2 separate regions of the Gossypium hirsutum genome follow, and region 2 is linked to region 1. Evidence: chromatin contacts called from public Hi-C data. All regions are on one chromosome and are shown on one strand. Each heading gives the region's core, a stretch centred on a gene start, on an enhancer-like site or on the middle of the called end of the contact. The rest is flanking DNA. Distances are from core to core; before and after follow the strand shown.

Region 1 (4,630 bases), core at 1,240-3,739:
GTGCAAAATACTGGGGTTCAACACCAAGCTCGACGAGATGGCTATGCAGGGAAGAATCAACAATTGACAGTAAATGGTATAATGCAGCTGAGGCTTCAATGACAGGGGGCAAGCCACTCTGGGACTGAGCAGCAGGAATGGGAGAAAAGAAATCTGCCATAGCAACTGAACCATGAGCCCCACTCATCAGAGCCTCAAACATACAGTAGGCATCATGTTCAGTAAATTTCTCAGACAAGACAATACCAAGTTCACCTTCAGCTCCATAAGTATCACTTAGCAATACAATGGTCTGTATCTCAGGATCAAGCTCATCAAGACTCCTAGCTTTCTTTGAATTACCTTGAGATCCAATCTCATCTTCCATAGAATCTAAAAACTTCTTAAAATCAAAATTGTATGTAACATCATTTTCTTCAAATGACAATCCATCAAATTTGTCAATGAAATGGTGTTCATGTAGCTTTCGCACTTCCGAAAGACGCTCAACATCGACATGAAGAACATACAGAAGAGGTGCCAAGAGTTCATGCATTCCTACAAACAAGCAGGAAAGAGAAACAGATGAAGAGCCAGCTTGATGATTCGGATAATAAAATAGCAAGAACTACTAGTTAGTTGACTTTATTGTGACACAATTTCCAATGGCTTTTTCGTTGCAGACCACAAAAAGAAATTTGCATTATCAAGTCCAACTGGCTTTCACCTAAGGTAAAGGCAAGCATGTTACTTTTATGTCTTACCATGAAAAGCAGTGATTCAGGTACTAGAAAACACTCAATAATTAGGGCAGCAACACATTGCTGATTTAATCTTGCAAAATCTAAAATGTGAAGGAACAGAAACTAATAAATATGCTGGAAAAGTGCTTAGGAAAAAACCTTGTCTATAACCATACTCTGGATGCCTAAGGCACCACAACAACAATATTCTTCTCAGCATTCCCTGGCATCCAGGAGTCTGGAAGTAGCTTCCATGTTCTGGATATAATCGTGATAAATCGTGGTCAACCATTTTTTCCAGCTCAGCATTCCGAAAGAATCGCCCCCAGGTGCTGTCTGCATTAAGAATTATATATTGTTTCAGTAAAGATCAAGCAACAAAGAGTTTTAAAAGAAAGGGGAGTATATTATGATGAAAAAACATTAAGTTTCTCAAAGAAGAATATTCCTAAAGTATTGGAGAGTTTAATGGAACATTTTCCATTGACAAAGACGAGTTCCAAGTCCTGGCTTCAAAACCAACCAACCAACCAGGATGGGTTGGAAAAGGAGGCAAAGAGATTTGCCTCCTTTTTGTGGAACTGAAACGAACATTGGACCCATAAACACTTTCTACATAAGTTCAACGTGAATCAAGATAAGATAGCGAGGTAAACATAGCACTACTTATCAAAACAAAAACTGATGAATCAACAATACAAATAGGTAACCAATATAATGAAGAAAAATAATAAGAACCATTGGCAATTACCTGGGTTTTGAGAGAGTGGATTGTCCATGACAAGATCAGGGGATTTACTTCTTCCATCCTTTGGAACATGTGGATCCACTAGCAGCCACCTTCTCAACCCAGCATATCTAAATTACAATAAAACCAGAGATTTGAGGCCATAACTGTTGGTTTTTAACTCCAAAAAAAATGAAAAACGAAAAAAAAATCAATTGCAATTTAATGAGCAAAATTTAGAACTAATTTGAACAAGAAAAAAAAAGTTATAGGAATAGAAAAAAAGAAAGACAGTTGTCTTCTCTCTTTTTGGGGGGTAAATTTTAACCTAGAATCAGCTCGAGTGTTGTACAAAAAAATCAAAATAGGAGTTAAAAAAAAGTTCCGGATTTAAAATTAAATAATAATAAAAAAATCTGGTAATCTTTACAAGGAAAGAAAACCAAAAATAAATAAAATACTAGAATATTTATCAAGGAAAAAAAATCACCTTCGGCGAGAATCGGCAGTTACCCTGCGAAGATCATCAACTGAAGAAGAAGAAGGCAAAATACCGAGACTAATACGCCATCGGACGCTTCTCAGAGAAGCAAAGCTACCCGAAACAACAGGGGACGACGAAGGCGCTTCTTCCTTTACAATCTCTTTGCTCATGTTCTTTTTCGTAAACAACCCAAAGTACCCAAACACTTGAATTTATAAATGACTTTTTTTTTTCCTTCTAAGAAACGAAACAAAAAAATAATCTAATAAAAAACACAAAAGAGAATAGAGTTACGTTTGGGATTCGATCTAAAATTATTGGCAGAAGCAAGAAAGACAGAGAAAGGGGAGGAGTTGCTGTGTTTATCTTTTACCAAAATTCCTAGCTTCCGTTTTCTTTCTATCTCTCTCTCCCCCTTTTTCTTGATAAATGGTTGAAAAACAAAATACAGAAATTTAATAGGAAATTACAACTTCCTTTTTACTTTTCTACTTGTTTGCAAGCACAAAAAACCAAAAGAAAAAACCTCCCATAAAACCATTTTATTTATTTATTTATTTGAATAAAACCATTCTATTTATTAATACTATAAAACTAACAGCAGCCACCATTATCTGCGTAAGCTATTATGTTGACCTGTCTTTTTCATTTTATTTATCATTTAAGTTAACATATATTAATAATTCATGTTATATAAATTTTAAATATTTATATTTATACTATTTATTTATAAGTTTTGAGTTGGCTACACCACCAATCAATTAAGTTTAAGTTTTTTAAATAGATGGTTCGTGTTAATGTAAAAGTAGTAATGACAGTAATATTAGATATTGCAATGGAAGGAAAATTACTTTAATATCTTTTTATATTTAAAATAATTTATGTTATTGGAGGATATTTTAATTTTTTTAATTTTTAAAAAAATTAATAAAAATACACATGCAAGGGATTTGAGTTTATGTCAGTTGGATTAGCAAAACCTAAAATTTATCACTCAACTAAAGTTTTCTTTAAATAGTTTCATTCATTTTAATTTTATTACGCATATTTTATTATCTCAATCAATTGTATATATTATACTAATAATATTGTTGACTGAAATGATGTCATTGTAGAAAGAGTTGGAATCTGTTGAAGCAGTTAGAATAGTTAGTTTCTTTTGTTATGAATCAGTTATATATGTATGAGTTATATAAATACATTAATAATTGTAATTTTATAATAATATACTGATAAATTTTTACATGGTATCATATGAGCCATTTTCTAGGTAATTTGGGTATCATTTTTTCTCTCTTCTTGGGTTAGTACTGATTTTTTGGTTCCCCATTTTTTCTCTTTGTCTTGTTTGACCGTTCTTCGTCTAGGGCACACATTTTTTCCCCAATTTCTTCCTGTTATCTTTTTTTTTGTTGGCATTTTTCATGGAGGATGTTGATTTTCATCACCCGTTGTTTCTTCATCCTTCTGATACACCGGGAACGATTCTTGTTTTTCATCATTTGACCGGTGTTGAAAATTACACTGTTTGGAGTCGCTCGCTTCGAATTGCTTTGCTTGCAAAGAACAATGTAACACCCCTCGCCCGTATCCCTCACCGGAACAGGGTTCAAGGTGTTACCCGACTTAAACTCAATCAATCACACAAAAACCGTGCTGAAAAATTTCAATCAATTTAAAACTTTTCTTTTCACATGCAATTTATCCCATATATGAGCTTACGAGGTCCAAAACATTAAAACCCTATACATGCCATAGACTCGAAATACTAGTATTTACTTACACCGATAACGTGAGCTCGACAGTGTGATAATATCTCCGGTGAACTCCAACCCGAACCGGTAACTGAAGTCAACAATCTATAAAACAGAGAAATGTAACAACGGAGTAAGCTTTCATAAGCTTAGTAAGTCTTAAGCAATGCAAACAAATAAACGCAATTATACTTCGATTATTTAATTTCTTGAGAGGCCAAATTCTAGGGATATTGCCATCCGGCCGAATATACACAAGTACATAATGCACGTTCAACATTCTTATCACATTTAATCTGAATTCATATAACATATTTTTATCAAATACCCTTACATACTTTCACACCCTGACCAGGTGTATCATGATCATAGGTATAGTTTTAACATTTATTCACATAAGTATCACATTACTCCCTTATGATTCTCTTCAAATCAAACTCACATATGAGTACATACTGCGTACCTGGCCCACTTTACGTATTAAATGTATTCATTTGACAATCTAGCACGAGGTACCTTAGTCATAAGCTTTTCTCAAATCACCGGCATTTTGCCTGCTAGGCTTGAGGCTCGATATCATTTCACCGGCTTTATAGCCTGCTAGGCTCGAAAGCCCGAATAGTATCTTACCGACATTATAGTCTGCTAAGCTTAAAGGCCCGAATAATCAAATCAACATGTTCCATATAACATATTCATATCAATTGAGTACTAACATCATTCGAACGTATATATAATTATACATCTCAAACATTTTTCTTTCATCTCATTTTCACACTTAACATTTGATAGCTTATGCATAACATTTCACTCACATTCATTTCAAACTTATCATTCGATTATAAAAGCACATTGCATATTTACCAACATGTTATACTTGCCATTAGGCCATATAAGCATGATACAATACACTATCATTTCATCTTTAACATACGGCTAAACC
Region 2 (5,113 bases), core at 1,725-4,224, 560 kb before region 1:
GACAACTTTTGATTTAATATTATATTTTCTTATAAAAAATCATTAAATTTATTAAAATATTAAAATTGATATAAACTTATAAAAATTATAAAAAAATCATAAAACTTTTATAAAAAATATAAAATTCATAAAAATTACAATAAATTATATTTTTTTTATAAAATTAATAAAACATATTCAAAATATTTAAAATTTTATAAAAAACTTATAAATAATATAAAATTGTAATAAATTAAGTCCTTCTTTTAACAATTTTCATCTTCAACCACGTTGATCATTTGATGCAGTCGTAAACCAATTAAAAATTTGACAAAACAAGTGCACCTATCAATTAATAGTATAACTATGGTGAGTAAAGATATTGTTCCCATGAAGACTAAAAGTACTAGTAATTACCGTCTTTCTATTATTTAGCCGACAAATTAGAGTGATTGATTAAAACTAAAATTAACTAAATTAAATAACTAAAGAACATAGAAAAGAACAAATCAGGAAAATAATTGATTAACAACCAAAAAGCGAGACAATTCTTAGGAAAGAATTCACCTAGACTTCATCTGTCATTATCAATCTAAATTACACAATTTTTTCACTTCGTATCTTGATCCATAAAAATCCCTAAATTATGATAATATCTCTTTTGATAGTAAGAGCAACTGACTCTAGGTTGATTAATTGAAATTTCTTTCTAATTAAAACCCATTTTATTGCATTAACTCGATCTATGGATCCCCCTATTAGATTTGCCTCTAATTTGGTAGGTTTATATAGTCTTATTTCTAGAATTGCATGCAACTCCACTCAATTATGCTAGATCTACTATTAAATAGGGACTTTTTCTCCTCTAATTTAAGCACATCAAACATGGATTAATAATTTAGAAATTTTAAACCAAGTATTTATTGCGTAAAAATTGAAATCAAATAACAGAACCCATTGTAAGGTTCATCTCCTTAGGCATTTGGAAAATTAGTTTATAATCGCAAATAAAAACATCCAGAAGGCAATATAACCACAAGAAATAAAAAGCTCATAATAAACTTCAAAGGAATCAAGAGGAGATTTTCAATCTTGATGGAAATCTGCTTTAGATTCGGCTTCAATGGTGTTTTTCGAGTCATTTTATTGAGTATTCTCTGACGACTCTCTCTTATCTTCTTATTTTTGTCATATATAGGTCACAGAATGCCCAAAAAACCTAAAAATTGTCTTTTTTCGCATGTTCAAAGTGCGATTTGCGAAACCCACACGATCTAACACTTGGCCATGTGGCTCACATGGTTGTGTGTCCAGCCCGTGTGGAATGACCCAGCCCTTGTGGCTTCTGAAGCTTACTCCATTTCCCAATTTTTGCTCGTTTTTCGCTCCTTTTGCTCCCAAATACTCTTTTAAGTATAGAAACATGAATTTCAATGATTAGAAGCATAAAATCCACCATTTTAAATCGAATAATCATCCAAAAACACATTAAGAATGATGTTAAAACATGTTACTTTTGGCATTTATCACCATTAAATTCAATTGACAAACTAATTAGATGATGATACGTGATAGATCCTGGTTTAATATTATATTTTCTCATAAAATTATTAAAATTGATATATACTTATAAAAATTATATAAAAAAATTGTATAAACTTATAAAAATTATAAAAAAAAATATAATTTGTTTATAAAATTACTGAAACATATTCAAAATATTTAAAATTTTATAAAACTTATAAACAATATAAAAAATTCTAATAAATTGAAAAAATATAAAAAATATATATAAAAAAAATCATTTAAACCGTTAAAATTATAATGAACACATGGTATCAAACCAAATGTTGAAATGAGAATCCTCATATCATTAGCATAATTTTCATTTTGAATAAAATGTTCTCAATCTTCTATAAATAAAACGATAATTGTGAGACCTCAATTTTATTGATAAATTATTATATTGTTTTTAAAATTTTTATCTCCAATTTTTGAACTATAGTGCAATAGTTTGGACATTGAAAAGTTAAAAATTGTTAGTTAAGTATTGTATAACATAAAGTAATTTTAGTACAGTTAGATACTATAAAATCAAAACTTCATTAGCATGTCGTAATGAAATATTCTAACTAAGGTTTTTAAAATCGGACCGTGGTCAAATCAATTAGGTTACTTGATCGTTGATTCGATTAAAGAAATCATTAAAAATTTAAAAATATTAAAAAAATAAAAATTTGGTTCAATTGCCTGTTCAACCCATCTGTATCGATTTTTGAGTCAACTGATTTAGTGACTTTCTCTGGACTAGTACCCTTTTCAATTCTTAGTCCAACTAATCTGACCGACTGATACAGTCTCGTATAACATTGGTTTAGGCAACTATTCCCATTATCCAATGGTTAGTATAATGTCACATTAATTTTCAAAATGAGAAACCAATAAATGAATTATGATTTTTTATTTATTTTATATTTTTATTAAAAATTATATATTTAATTTATTAGGACTTATTATGATTTTTATAAGTTTTTAAATATTGATAATTTATTACAAATTTTATTATTTTTTATAATTTTTTTTATAAGTTGGATAAGTTTATAAAATGTTTTAAATATTTTAATATGTTTTTATTAATTTTAAGATTTATTATAATATTTATAAATATTTATGAATTTTATCAGTTTATATAAATTTTTAATATATGATAAAATTAAATGAAAAGCTGTTACGTGCAGGGGCAAAGTTAGAAATTCTTGTAGGGGTTAAAATTAAATTGTAATTTTTACGATAATAAAAATATGATTTTACCATTTTAATAATCTATATCTTTATAAATTTTGAAAGATTAAATCTAATTTTTATTATTTTTAGGGAATCAAAATATAATATTATCTTTATTAATTTTAAATTTTAAAAAATTTTAGGGGGCCTACTATCCCCTACCTATTCCCCTAATTATGTGTTATGTGAATTGATTTTAACAGTGGCTTAGAAATAGTATATAATGTAAAATTATGATATTGGGTTGGGCTTCGGTTTTTGAGTTGAGGCGGAAGGTGATGGGACCAGCACGCAAGGGATGAGAACAGGAGATGGTGTTCAGGCAAACAAGGCCGAACTGGCCGAGGACATTCCCTTTATTTCATTCATACGCTTTATCCCTTTTCTTATCCAAATCTCGCTCCTCCCAGACTTCACTCCCCTCTCACTGCAACACTCATAGCACACTATCCACACTTGCTTTCTTTGCTTTGCCTTCCAGTACAGCCCCATTTTAAAGCCTTGGAAAGCAGGTATGACGTATTGTTTCTTCTGTTTAATAATAAATGAATGATAATCATGGTTATGTTTTTTGATGATATTTGTTTAAATTGAAACGCAGACAGACAGCATTAAGGAATCTCGAATCTCAACTGGGTATGGCAATTACTGCAACGGCTATGACTATGACTGTCAGTACGGGATTACAGTTTGCTGGTTCTCTCAATCATAAACAGACTTCTTTTTTAGGAGTTCCCTTGAGGCTGTCAATGTCAAACCCTCAGCCATCTTTACCCTCTGTCTTCCTCAATGTTCAAGCCAAAGCTCGCACCCGAACAGAAGATCGTGAGGCCCGCCATTCTCGCATTAGGAAGAAGGTTACGACTGTTTCTTTTTAAGCATGATATTTTATTTGTTTAAAGCGAATCCTATTTCTTATCTCAGTTATACTCTCATTAAGAAAATGCAAATTCCTTTTACATTTATCTCCATTTCTTAGCTTATCAAGTACTGTTTATCTTTCAAATTTACTCATTTATTAAAAATGATGTTTCCGTACATGTTTTGGGACCAAATGGGGTTAGATTATTTTGTCCATAGGATATATTAGATTAAGGAACCCTGTTATCTTAAGCTGTGGTAAAACTTTGTAAGAGCCATGCTATTTTATGTGCCAAAGAAACAAATAAGAGCTATAATATTTTCTTCTTCTTATATAGAAGAATTGATGGGAGTTCGTGTAAACTTCATCTTTAATAAGTTAGAAAAGAGGGGGATGGGCGGATAAATGAGATTCTTTTGATCATCATCATCATCATCATCTTTCTTAATGGTCGGTTTCCTCTCCGAATGGATTTGATATTGTTATAGTGAAATCTATTGGCTTTGGTTACTATGGTTTAAGTCCCTCAAGCATACAGAGTATCCCCTATCTTACTACAGGGGGTTTCTTGCTTTTGTAGATTGAAGGGACACCAGATAGACCAAGACTGTGTGTCTTCCGTTCCAACAAGCATCTCTATGTCCAGGTCATTGATGACTCAAAGATGCACACACTAGCTTCTGCTTCAACAATGCAGAAACCGATTTGTGAGGAGTTCAACTACACATCGGGTCCTACCATTGTGAGTTCATAGATAAAATTAGTTGTCAACTGAATCATTTTCAGCTTTTTCTACCTGGCTTTCATTCATTGCTCTGGCTCTGAATGATAACTAAAGGGTTTTTGATTGGCCTGCTTGTTTTACTTAAGCATATAAATTGCTTTAATAAGCAGTTATTTATGTTTTTTGGGTGTGCTTCTTATTTCCAATTGGTCAAAAGAAATGCTAAAGGAAAAAAAGTGCTTGAGTTCTGTTGGTGAGTATTGTTCTGGATGGAAGAAAAATGGAAAGAAGTGGTATTTAAGCCTTCAACTGTCTCAAAAATTAGGCCCTTTGGGGAGTTATCAATTATTCTTGATTTTCCATTCTCTCCTACGATTACCTTCTCCCTGCAATTTTGAATTTGAGTCCATACATGTTGAGTCTGTGCTGATAGTTATTTCGTTTTGTTTATGTTTGTGTCCATAGTTGAATTTACTTCTCATCATCCTTCATTCTGTTTCAGCGTGGAGCTTGATCTATCTGTTGTACAATTTCCTTAGCCCAAATCTGCTTGATGTGTTGCTCATGGTTTATTCCATTTCCAACATGTATTTGATAAAATTGCCTAAAATTTTCAATCTTCTGGCTTCAGGAAGTGGCGAAGAAAGTTGGTGAATTCATTGCAAAATCTTGTTTGGAAATAGGGATCACAAAGGTTGCCTTTGACAGAGGTGGATATCCCTATCATGGACGTGTACAAGCCCTTGCTGATTCTGCTAGGGAGC

The links. A called contact is a pair of places that touch in the nucleus more often than the background predicts.
Region 2: a contact with region 1 is called in a Hi-C map of leaf, with 4 times the contacts expected there. The contact joins the promoter of LOC107913961 here to the promoter of LOC107924207 in region 1. A contact is called at or near these places in 11 of 34 Hi-C or Micro-C datasets (callus, hypocotyl, leaf and 1 more).

Annotation. Positions count from the first base shown.
Region 1 is chrA08:22,800,506-22,805,135 of Gossypium_hirsutum_v2.1, reverse strand. LOC107924207 reads right to left here and starts at 2,489. Exons shown (of 5, transcript XM_016854580.2): 1 at 1,940-2,489; 2 at 1,474-1,580; 3 at 882-1,058; 4 at 1-537. The coding sequence starts at 2,103. It overlaps LOC121205006, which reads left to right and starts at 3,358. Exons shown (of 6, transcript XM_041075937.1): 1 at 3,358-3,504. The coding sequence starts at 3,358.
Region 2 is chrA08:23,356,172-23,361,284 of Gossypium_hirsutum_v2.1, reverse strand. LOC107913961 (50S ribosomal protein L18, chloroplastic) reads left to right here and starts at 2,974. Exons shown (of 4, transcript XM_016842687.2): 1 at 2,974-3,275; 2 at 3,365-3,620; 3 at 4,206-4,367; 4 at 4,981-5,113. The coding sequence starts at 3,402.